Regions from separate parts of the Zea mays genome. Here all the other regions are linked to region 2. The links are chromatin contacts, called in public Hi-C maps. All regions are on one chromosome and are shown on one strand. Each heading gives the region's core, a stretch centred on a gene start, on an enhancer-like site or on the middle of the called end of the contact. The rest is flanking DNA. Distances are from core to core; before and after follow the strand shown.

Region 1 (2,700 bases), core at 61-2,560, 160 kb before region 2:
AACTCCATGGACAGGTAATATGCTTGTTTTACATTCATTTTGTTGTAATAATCATATGTCGCATTCCAGTTTATCAGCAGCGCATCAAGGACACTTTTAGCAGTCGCATGGTAAGCTTTCAGGGGAGAAAAGTGATCTGGAGAGAACAAGGGAGCGAACTCTGCATGGTGCTTGATGTTTGATGCAATGGCAGATGAGCCGATGGAGTTTAGCACACTTGGAAGCCCTGTATTGCAAGACATAATTTTAGGATCTTAAATTTTTACCTACATGGTATGCAATTTACATTCTCAATAAAGGAAAGGTCATCGAAGCAGTTGTAATTGCATGAAAATCATTGCACAGCCACCTACATATGGCACACACATTTCTATTACCTGCAACAATATATGTATGGTTGAAATTTAATGGTAAGGTGTTTTCTGCTTATTTGCAGCTACCTACGCCTACAGAGTATCACAGATTATTCTGCTTTTATGGTATGATTCGCTAGTCCTAGAAGCACATCAGTGCCCAACTCTGCTAGTTACCATATTCCACAATTCTACAAACAAATTAGAGTTCTCGATTCACCACGCACATAATTCTTCGAACTTGCGCTATACACATGGTGTTGGACTGTTCGGTGCAAATGCCATCAGAGCAATCCCAGTTTTACTGAATTCTGAGAAAAACGTTTTTAAGTTCATTTGCAAATTCCGCAAACGTATTAAAAAAGCTAAGACGGACAATGCTCACGTACAACACCGCCACTGCCCCAGTTAACCCCACCCGCGTGGCCGCATCGGCAGTTCACGAGCGTTCCGCAACAGGGAGCCCACCAGCGCACGCACCGCACTACACAAGGATCACACACCCGCATCGCATTGGTACCCAAACTTCATCCAGCACCGGGACCGGCAGGGGGGGCGCAGCCACGTACCTTCCGCGGGCGAGACGGGGCCTTGCACGTCCCGATCGCTCGCCACGCTGCGCGCTGACACCCGCCGCTGCAATCGCCCTCGACCCCAACCTGGCGCGACCCCACCTCCGGAACCGCCAGCGAGGAGAACCCCACCTCCGCCGCCACCACCGGAGGCGGAGGCGTGCGGGCGGGAGGCGCTGGCGAGCTGCAGCGGCGGCGAGGTGGTCGTCGCCATTGCTGCGCGTGCAGTGGAGTGTCTGTGCGATGCGTGCGATGCGATGAGCGAGGGCTAGTTGACAAGGCGAAGGAAATCGAGGGGCGCTTAAAATATCTCTATCCTCAGTTCCTCACTCTTCTCTCCTCCCTGTTGCCGTGCCACCGCCGCTGCAACTGCAAGGTGCGTGAAGTGTCCGTGCCTCGGTCCGACGGTGGCCAGTGCATGTGTTGTGCTACTGGTCGGTGGACCCACGTCAGAGCCCGCTGGCCCGTGGGGGCCGCGTGGTTCATGTACCGTTCGGTCGGTTTGTATCCTTCCCCCGCATTTCAACGGTGGAGAATCGTCCTCCTTTTCTGAAACTATTTGTCATGTTTCTCGACGTCCGGCCGTCTTTCGTGAAAGCTTCTTCTCCAAAAGCATTTTGTTTTATATGCTTTTGTTGTTGTTGTTTTGTTTTCGAAAGTCCCTTTTCGAGAGTATTTTGGCCTTTTTACAATCATTTGTTTGTATGGTAATGCGGACTGTGGGCGTCAGTCGGACCAAATGAAAAGGGACGTACACGAAAGAAACAGGAAACAAGACAAGCATTGTTCAGTTTGTTGCAGTTCGCCTGTTCTCTAGCAATCCCTTAAGAGTTAAGACTACGGTGAATCAATTTGAGTGATGGATACTACGCTACACACTCAACAGCAGGACCGCCTCGGAATGTGAGGCTCCTTGCATAATTCAGTTCATGGTGATGTCAAGGTCACGTTTGTTCTTCTTCTAAATTATATAAACTGGATTATGATAGAAAGTACGAGAGTAAAATATTATTTTATTATCATAAATAAGTTAAAATAAGGTAACCAATGCTAATTTACTTTAGCTTATTTGTGGTCTTAAAGTAATATTTTATCCTCCTACTCTTTCACTATAATACATCACTTCCTCGATATTACCGCCAAACACCGGCTCCAGGATCTCTTTTTTCACCAGCGTCAGTACACCATCGACATCCAGGAGCGGGCTAACATGTCCGACTGCAAGCACTGCTCCACGCCTGTCGACACTCAGGCGAAGCTCTCTGAGGACAACGGCCCCCGGTCACCGACGCGGCGTCCTACTGGAGCCTGACCGGCGCGCTCCAGTACCTCACCTTCTCCAGACCCGGCATCGCCTACACAGTCCAGCAGGTGTGCCTGCATATGCACACCCTATGGGAGCCCCATCTCAACGCTCTCAAGCGAGTCCTGCGCTACCTCCCCGGCTCCCTCGACTACGACCTCCTACTTCGACCATCCCCGACGTCGAAGCTCGTGGTCTACACTGGCGTTGACTGGGCTGGCTGTCCCGACACAAGCCGGTCCACTTCTAGTTATGTCGTGTTCCTAGGCGCCAACCTCGTCTCCTGCGCCGCCAAGCGACAGCCCGTCATCTCCCGCTCCAGCGCAGAGGCCGAGAACCGTGTTGTGCCCAACGACGTGGTGGAGGCATCCTGGATGCGCCAGCTACTCCACGAGCTCCACAGCCCCTTCAGTGCGCCACCATCGTATACTGCAACAACGTCTGCGCTGTCTACCTCATCACGAATCTCGTG
Region 2 (2,926 bases), core at 93-2,592:
TTGATGATCCGATCTAGGTTGCACCAGGGCATTCTTAGGGGAGTCAGAGTCGTTGACAGGACGAGTTCCAAGGTATCTTTCCACTCCTTCATCGAGAAGGGACTCGGTCACCATCTCGGTCCAAACGGACTTGGACTCGTCCTCGCGGAAGAGATCTCGTGCCGAGTCAGATTGGTACCATCTACAACAAGGTAGGGATGTTCCTATGGGCTCAAATAAAAAGTAGTGGTTATGTTAGGCATGTGGTTGGAGACATGGAGTTACTCTAAAACAATCATTTTGGCCTTCTGCAATGACTAACCAGTTGCTCATGCTTTGCTACGGTTGTTATATAATTATTATTTATTTCTAAACACTAAGGTATGTGTGGTTTGGTTGTTAGCCTCAAATTTCTGGAGCAAGGGGGTGCAGGTTTGAGTGCTTGGTTTACACTATTTTCTGCACTGTGTGGTACCTACGCGGGAGAACCAATTGGAGCGCGTGGGGCAGACCTAGAGTGTCAGTACAAAGGGGGAAGCCGTAGCACTAGGTACTCATATTAGGTTCTTAATGGGTGTGTTTGGTTGTCTGCATCTGCGCGTGCTTGCATCGCGGGATGCGGGTAGCTACTGTTTGGTTGCTGTGAGCCAGGCTATACGCGTGCGAGCTCTGTGTTTGGTTGCCTGCATGTAGATTTGGATCCAGACTCGCACGATCCTTAAAGCACCTTGGGCCAGGCTCACCAGATACGAGCAGATTGGTCGCATCTCCAGAGTCAGGCTCCAGTCATCCTGGCTCACACAACCAGGTTGGCGAGAGAAACCAACCAAACAGACCCAATATTGCCTTCTGCAGTGATTGTGAGCAACGTATCAACATTTTGTATTCTCTCTTTAAAAAGGCAGCGCAAAAATAAAAATGTAGAGCTGCAGTGCACTGACCATGTAAAAAAGTAAAAGTTTTCCGCTATATATATTAAAAAAAGATAATAGAAGCTTTCACAGATGATAACCATTTCAGGCCCAGGCAGGCTCCCGGTCGCCCCACCGTCCAGTCTGTGGACCTACCTAACCAATGCATGGACCTCGGGCTCAAGTCCCGCTGCAAAGCACCGCGGGCACCGGATCACGGTTGCCGCCTGATCGCGCCACCACAGAACGTTCGTTTCCCGTAGATCGACGTGCCGCTTAGCTATGGCTACGAGGCCCGCCCCACTACGAACAAACGCTCCCGTCAATCCGGTAGGTGTGTAGGCCGCGAAGCGAAGGGTATATCGGTGACGGTGCACGTACGCGCCACGTCGGCATGTCCTTGGGCCCCGGCACACTTGTACTTGTACCCTTCACCTCTCTCCTCTTTACTACTTGCCTCCATCCACTGGCACTGATCCACCACATCCCACGCCGAGCGCGACGCCAGCAGCAGGCTAGCTCCGCTGTCCGCTCCGCCGCTCACTAGCTGCTGGACCGCGCCTCCCTCCATCGCGCCGGCGCGCGCGCCTAACTAGCGGAGCCGCCTTTTCATGGTCCCCGCCGTGGTCGGGACGAGATGCCTCGCCTCGCATTCCTCCGCCGCTCCCTCCCCGCGAGGTCCAGTCATCACTGCGAGCCTTGGAGGAACCGAGTTCCTCGAGTTTGCGCCAATGGTTTCGACTTCCGATCGGACATCGGAGTGCCTATCCTGAACCGTGGTGTCTGTTGTTTGTTTGTTTATTTCATGGGCAAAGGCTTCTCGCGCGAGCGTGTGGTGGTGGTGGTGGTGGAGACCAGGGGAGCCCGGACCAGGTGGCGCGGGACGAGGAGGCCGGAGGCAGCGGCGGAATGAGCGGGCGGTCGTCGGCGGGTGGGCCGTCCGGCGGGGAGTGCTACGCGTGCACGCAGCCCGGGGTGCCGGCGTTCCACTCCACGACGTGCGACCAGGTGCACTCGCCGGACTGGGACGCCGACGCGGGGTCCTCGCTCGTGCCGGTCCAGGGCCAGGCGCAGGCGGCGGCGGCGGCGGCGGCGCCGCGGCAGCGGCACGCGGCGCGGTGGCTGTTGGGGCCCGTGCTGGACCCGCGGAGCAGGCGCGTGCAGCGCTGGAACCGCTGGATCCTGCTGGGCCGCGCCGCCGCGCTGGCGGTGGACCCGCTCTTCTTCTACGCGCTCTCCATCGGCCGCGCTGGCCAGCCCTGCCTCTACATGGACGCCGGGCTCGCCTCCGCGGTCACGGCGCTGCGGACCTGCGCCGACGTGGCGCACCTCGCGCACGTGCTCCTGCAGCTCCGCCTCGCCTACGTCTCCCGCGAGTCCCTCGTCGTCGGGTGCGGCAAGCTCGTGTGGGACGCCCGCGCCGTCGCCGCGCACTACGCACGCTCCGTCAAGGGCCTCTGCTTCGACCTCTTCGTCATCCTCCCCATCCCGCAGGTCAGCTGCCCTGCCGACGATGGCATCCGAACTCAGCGTACCGTTTTCTTGTCACCCAGACGCTGCTGTAGCACTGTAGGTGAGGGTCAGAGGGATCAAACGCCCCCCAAAATTGTGGACATGCCTATTGCCTCGTTCTGAGACAATTGCAGCGGTGTGTAGGGCACACGAGTACGTACGCTGCAGGTACGTACAACAGCGCCCAGCAGTGAGCTGACGTGTAATGCTGGGTGATGTTCCAGTACGCTGGCATTGGCACGCATGTGTGTGGCACAGTGGCAGCAGGGAGGCTGCAGTTTCTTGAAAGATCAAGGGGGGATCCCAAGACCATGACCCGCAGTGATTGCTGGGATGGAGGAGAATTCAGGTGGCGGTAAGAGTCTCAAGGGCTTACGGAACTAATGAAGGGTACGGATCGATAATGGCGTGACGCAATGATTGGCGGCGGTAGGATTTGGAGATATATATCACCCAATCATGCGGACTTGCGGAGGGGAAAAAGAAAAAGAAACAGCATCATGGTAGGACTAGTATTTGAAAAT
Region 3 (2,700 bases), core at 31-2,530, 190 kb before region 2:
CGCGGCCCACCGGACGCCGCTCGCCGCCAGCGTTGCTGATGACAGCATACAGATCAGCAAGGACGGTGGGAGCGAGGAGGAAAGCACAAAACCTCTCCATCCGTCGCCCCGCGCTAGAACATAGACACATAGCTAGATGAGTCGTAGACATACACATGACAGATACATGTATGCCGCATGCGTACTTTTCCCTTCTCTTCGATGAACAAATTTTGGAGCAGGTTTTGGAGTGTATATATATGATCCATTAGTTTGACCACATGCACCTTTGAAATGAAACCGTTGATTTGGATCTATTTGACACACGCGAATGAAGATGCACAGACTGCGTTCGAATCCGAACAGAACAAAACAAAACAATCTCGTGCATATGCATACGGAGACGTGAACAGTATATATACGGAAATGCAGCACGCAGAATTAAAAATAAAAGGCAGAACAGAGTAGATAGACGGGGAAGAAAACAAATGAAACCGCGTGAAACTTGGGTCAATCCGCGCACGCAAATCGCGGATCTGCGTGGACATGTGCCGCCGCCCGCGCCCGCTGGTATTTGACGAGATTGCCCCTCCCGTCCCGTCCCGTCCCGGACGCGCGGTGCACAAACGCGTTGCGGAGTCTCGCTTACCTTCACGCGGTGGTGCTCCGAAACTATAGCCCTGCTGCTGCTGCCTGCCGCTCGCCGGCGTATGCTACCTTAGGTGCAGAAGCTGCCGCGCGTGCACTTACGCTGCCTCGGCGGCCGGCGCCGCCTTCCGATCGTCGTCGCCGTCGCCGTTCCCCGGCGCGGCGCCGTCCCCGCTCGAGCTCGACGACGCGCCGGCGTCCCCCGACCTGGCGGGCGCAGGCTCCTCCGATGGCTCCGTGGACAGTTGGGCGGGCAGCGGTGCTGCTGCCTCGGGCAGATCCAGCACCGGGATGAGTTCCCCGGCTAGGCCGCCCGGCCAGCCGGGCTCCGCGAAAAAGGATGAGTACTCCGTGAAGGCGTCGACGCCACCGAACGGCCAGTCGGCGCCGACGTCCTCCTCCGACCTGTCACCGGCGGCGCCGGCCATGGGCAGGGCGGCAGACCCCGGCCGATGCGATCAGATCGACCTCCTAGCTCTAGGCTCTAGCTGCGGCGCGCGGCGGGATCGGGCGAGTATACTCTTTGTCACTGGTGTGGCTAGCAAGCTCTCGCTAGAGGGTTTGCCTTGCTTGTGCTCGTGCCTTTTGTAGCAGCGTGCTGCTGCTGCTCGGGAGTGGTGGATTTTTAGTGTGGTGCCGCCGCGTTGTTTTGTTCGGGGTAGGTTAATTTTATCAACGAAGCGTTGCTGTCAAGATTTTTTATCGGTGTCCGGGGCAGACGCGTCGGAGGCTAGGGTAGGCTAGGTATTTTTGGAACTTTCTCGCGGTCACGGTCGCGTCTTCAGTGGGTGAGGGGCAAAGGTGACATTTTAGTCAGAGAACTCTTCCGACGGAAGGAATTGGCTGTAATAAAATTAAAACAAAAGGCCGCGCGTGCTGTGCAGTACAGCTAGAATATTCACTTTTTTGGCAAGGAATATAAGGAAAAAAAATGATAATGGTATGTTTGTGGAGTAACAATTTGGCGAATTAAATTTTTTTGTTCATGTCACATCGAATGTTTGAACGATAATTACATATATTACATATAGGCTAATTATAAAACTAATTATAAACTAACCTCGGGTCTCTATCTATTTCTTCCCATACACATAGTTTTCTATCTTTGGAATACATACTTAGCCCGTCTAAATACTAGTGTATATATTTATCAAGTTTACAACTCATTCAAGTTTGAGTTAGTTTATCTCTAGCGTGCCGCTTTCCTGCGAAAAATACGACACCTAGAATACTCTCGGTGAAAGGATACATTTGGTTTCTGTGCTCTTGCGGAGTAAAATCCAATTGACATAAGAATCGCCAACAACACGCTAATTGACGTCACACGTCAAGCCGACAATAAGAGTGTCATAAGAATCACATTAAAGAGACACTCAAACAAGCCATGATTTTACTAGACATTGCTCTTTTGAATCTCCTATGGGTAATGAGAACAAGAGCCCTCATAATAGATTATTGAAGCCGACAACAATGTCCAATACTCGCTTATCGATCCCATAAACTTTAGGCCATATCGGTGACGACAATCACCAAGAGTAACAAGAGTAGAACCGGCCCAATCCGCTCAACTAGTACCACAAGATGTAACAACTATATGAGATACACTAGAAGCTCTCCAGTCTCACCCAAATGATGATTTGTAAGATGAAAGCGAGTGGAGTTTGTTTATGTTATCATCCCAAGAGGTGTTATCAAGTGTAATGAGTGAAGGGGTGCTAGCCAAAGCTGACCAAAGAGGTCTATTTATACCCTCAATTTGAAATCCAACATTTTCCTTTTGGAGGACAAAAATCTAAAGCACCTGACATGACATGTCAGGTGCGTCGCTGGTCCTTGCACTAGACACGTCTAGTGCCTTCCCAATGACAACAATCTCAATGTTAATAAACTAGCCATTACATCTATCATATATCTAGTGCACACCAAAAATACCACCAGACACGTTTGATGCATGTAGAACCGAAGTGTATATTTGACATGCTCTCTAAGTTCGTTATCCGATGTTTCACCATACACGTCTAGTGCATGAAGTGCAGGTTTAAAATGCTCTCTAGGTGCCTCGTTCGGTGAGCC
Region 4 (2,787 bases), core at 97-2,596, 160 kb after region 2:
TCTCTCCTCTCTCCTCTCCCCACCCCCCACCAGCAAGCAAAGGGAGCGGAGCGGACAGATTCTCTCTCTCATGACGAGTCGCGATCGCGATCGCCTCCGGACGGAGTCCTTTGTTGTCTTTCTACGGCCACCGAGGGAAACACGGAGATAATCACGACACGTTTTTTTTTTAAATCAGCTGGCTATTTTCGTTCCAGTTTTATTGAAACAGGTTGGTTATTTCAGCTACCACGGCCGATGATGTAGAATGCGTGGTGTGATACTACGTACTTCACTAGAGTTTAGTGGGGTCACATCGTGTGGTCAGATGCCACTTAGTGTATATATATATATATATATATATATATATATATATATATATATATATATATATATATATATATATATATATATATATATATATGAGAACGTATCCTGTGTAAAAGGTTCTAAATATGCTAAAACGTCTTAACAACCTTTGGATCCAGAATCAAAGGCTAATCTTAATCCCACCTGATAATCTTGTGTTTTTTCTAAAGAACCCCTCCTAGTAATCTGGTGCGGTGGTGGTTAGGTGGGATTAAAATTAGCCTTTGATTCTGGATCCAAAGGTTGTTAAGGCGTTTTAGCATGTTTACACATGAGAACCTTTTACACAGGATACATTGCCTATATATATATATACAATATTGGCTAATAATTAATTTACGACTAGTGTATATTTACATCCTTGAATTATGAATCGATTAGGTTGATAAATTTATCTTATAAACTAGTCACGACTTGTACGACAAGTTTTACGATAATATTATAATTAGCCTTTCTAAAAATCAGCCTCAAACATTCAAAGTGACCGGAATAAAATTTAGATCTAAGGATCCCATGGCTAGTAGTTCCGGAGGGAAAAAATTCTGATGGAGACACCAGCAGGTGGGGGGTGGGAAAACAAGTGTCTGTCTGTTTTATTTCCATTTATTCTGGCGAGGAATGGGTGGGGAGCGTAGAGATGGGGGGATAAAAGTGGGCGAGGATCAGCAGAGGAGAGAGAGAATACAAAGACCAGATGTCAACAAATCTGCCTGTCCTTGCACGTAGTTTAGATACAAGGTCTCGTTCCATTCCCTTCCTCAGAGGAGAGAGAGAGAGAGCAAAAGAGAGAGGCAGTAGGCAACGCCCCCACAGAGGCAGAGAGAAAGCCAGAGGCAGTAGTAGGCAGAGCACATAACCAAACAACACCCATCCAAAAACCCCAAAAGGAAGAGAGAAAGGAGTGAGAAAACCACGCAGTCGTTTGTCCAGACAAAACAAGAACAAGAACCCAGCAGCAGTACGCACTTCCTCCTCCTCCTCCTCCTCTCTCTCTCGCTCTCTCTCCTCTTGCTCTCGCTCCCTCTCGCTCCCCCAGTCCGCCTCCCTGGCCCATCAGATCCAATTCCTTCCCCGACCCCCATCCCGGATCCGCCGCAATTCCTCCGTGCGTCGAGCTCGATTGCTCCCCGCCCGTGGAATTTGCTCCTTTCTCCCGCAAGAATCCCACCTCGGCCGGCGACTTGGGGGGACCTGCCAAGGTTTGGGCGCGCGCTCCTGCTTGGCGTAGCGGGCCATGGGCGTGCTGTTGCCAGCTAGGCTGTTCGTGCGCCGGATGCTCAGGGTTGTCAGGCTCAACCCGTTGCAGCGCAGCGCCAAGAGTGGATGAGGTGAAAATTTTTACTCCGCTGGTCTTAGCTCGCTTCTTGTGAAAAAGACGCAGCTTTTTTCCGCCTTTTTTTTTCTTTCCTTTCTTCTTTGAGCCGTCCAAGGTTCCGTTTTCTTTTCTTTTCTTTTCTAGAGATTGGGTTTCTGCTGCAGTTAGTTCGCGTGTCAAATTCGGGTTCGATTGGCGGCAGGAAGCTGTTAATTGCATCTAACCTTCGCGGCCTTTCGGTTTCCACGTTTGGTAATGATAGGCCCAGTTGTGAGGGAACTGGTTCTTAGGATTTATCAAGTGCGTTCAACTGTCGGGGGTTGACTTGTCTTCTCTTCTTCACTTCCAGTCTCGCGAGTTGGCATCCAAACAGCTGCACATGTATAGATTCTTTTTCGTTGTTTTGGGCCTTCTGTCATGTTTCTTTTGATCTTCTGCGTGTTTGCTTGATCATGGAAAGGGGTAGCGTGTATCGATCTTGCATTTTGTGTGTGTGTGTGACACAACGCATTGTGCATCTTGTTCCTTAGATCTTTTACCTTACTCACTGCAGTGTCTTAATCATTTGATGGGCAGGTAATTTCTCGCGAGCGCATTCAGCACAGCAGGTTACTATTGGCTGCTCGTCCACTTAAGCAGGTTGAGGTATCCATTTGGTTCGACACAGTGAAGAACTGAAGATACGCATTGTGCTTGCTTGTCTTGCGGGGCTCACAAACATCCTGCTGGTGTGCTGTGCTGGGAAGGTCACATAATCCACTTGGCTATATGCCGGGGTGGGAATGTGAATCGGGGCTTCATTAGTGCAGGCAGCAGGCTTGTTAACTTGGTAATTAGTCAATGAAACCCATACTCTTTAATGACTTCTTTTGGCCACTGTTAGCCTGTGTTTGATATAATGTAGCTGTTCATTTGTGCTTCCTTCCAAAAGTTCCATATTTTGTTCTTTATTGGAGCATCAATTTTAGATGGCAATGTATACCTGAACATCTTCAAACTGTCTACACAATATGTCTGCATTGTTTTTGTGCTTATGCCAGTAGAATTAACAATTAACAAGTAGTATCTGTTCATTACTTTAGTTCATGTTTTGTGCCCCATGAAATTGGTAATGGAATTGCAAA

Evidence for each region. A called contact is a pair of places that touch in the nucleus more often than the background predicts.
Region 1: a contact with region 2 is called in a Hi-C map of leaf, with 8 times the contacts expected there. The contact joins the promoter of pho1 here to the promoter of LOC100272382 in region 2. A contact is called at or near these places in 11 of 25 Hi-C or Micro-C datasets (bundle sheath, ear, endosperm and 2 more) and 1 of 3 datasets of contacts at active chromatin or transcription factors (leaf).
Region 3: a Hi-C map of leaf shows a contact between it and region 2, with 5 times the contacts expected there. The contact joins the promoter of LOC100191170 here to the promoter of LOC100272382 in region 2. A contact is called at or near these places in 3 of 25 Hi-C or Micro-C datasets (ear and leaf).
Region 4: a contact with region 2 is called in a Hi-C map of leaf, with 6 times the contacts expected there. The contact joins the promoter of LOC100194005 here to the promoter of LOC100272382 in region 2. A contact is called at or near these places in 5 of 25 Hi-C or Micro-C datasets (leaf and tassel).

What each region holds. Positions count from the first base shown.
Region 1 is chr1:284,928,104-284,930,803 of Zm-B73-REFERENCE-NAM-5.0, forward strand. pho1 (starch phosphorylase1) reads right to left here and starts at 1,311. Exons shown (of 15, transcript NM_001309854.1): 1 at 923-1,311; 2 at 1-226. The coding sequence starts at 1,139.
Region 2 is chr1:285,087,339-285,090,264 of Zm-B73-REFERENCE-NAM-5.0, forward strand. LOC100272382 (Cyclic nucleotide-gated ion channel 2) reads left to right here and starts at 1,343. Exons shown (of 7, transcript NM_001357632.1): 1 at 1,343-1,568; 2 at 1,706-2,384. The coding sequence starts at 1,528.
Region 3 is chr1:284,895,608-284,898,307 of Zm-B73-REFERENCE-NAM-5.0, forward strand. LOC100191170 reads right to left here and starts at 1,281. Exons shown (of 4, transcript NM_001136605.1): 1 at 730-1,281. The coding sequence starts at 1,055.
Region 4 is chr1:285,248,468-285,251,254 of Zm-B73-REFERENCE-NAM-5.0, forward strand. LOC100194005 reads left to right here and starts at 1,347. Exons shown (of 5, transcript NM_001359363.1): 1 at 1,347-1,676; 2 at 2,240-2,492.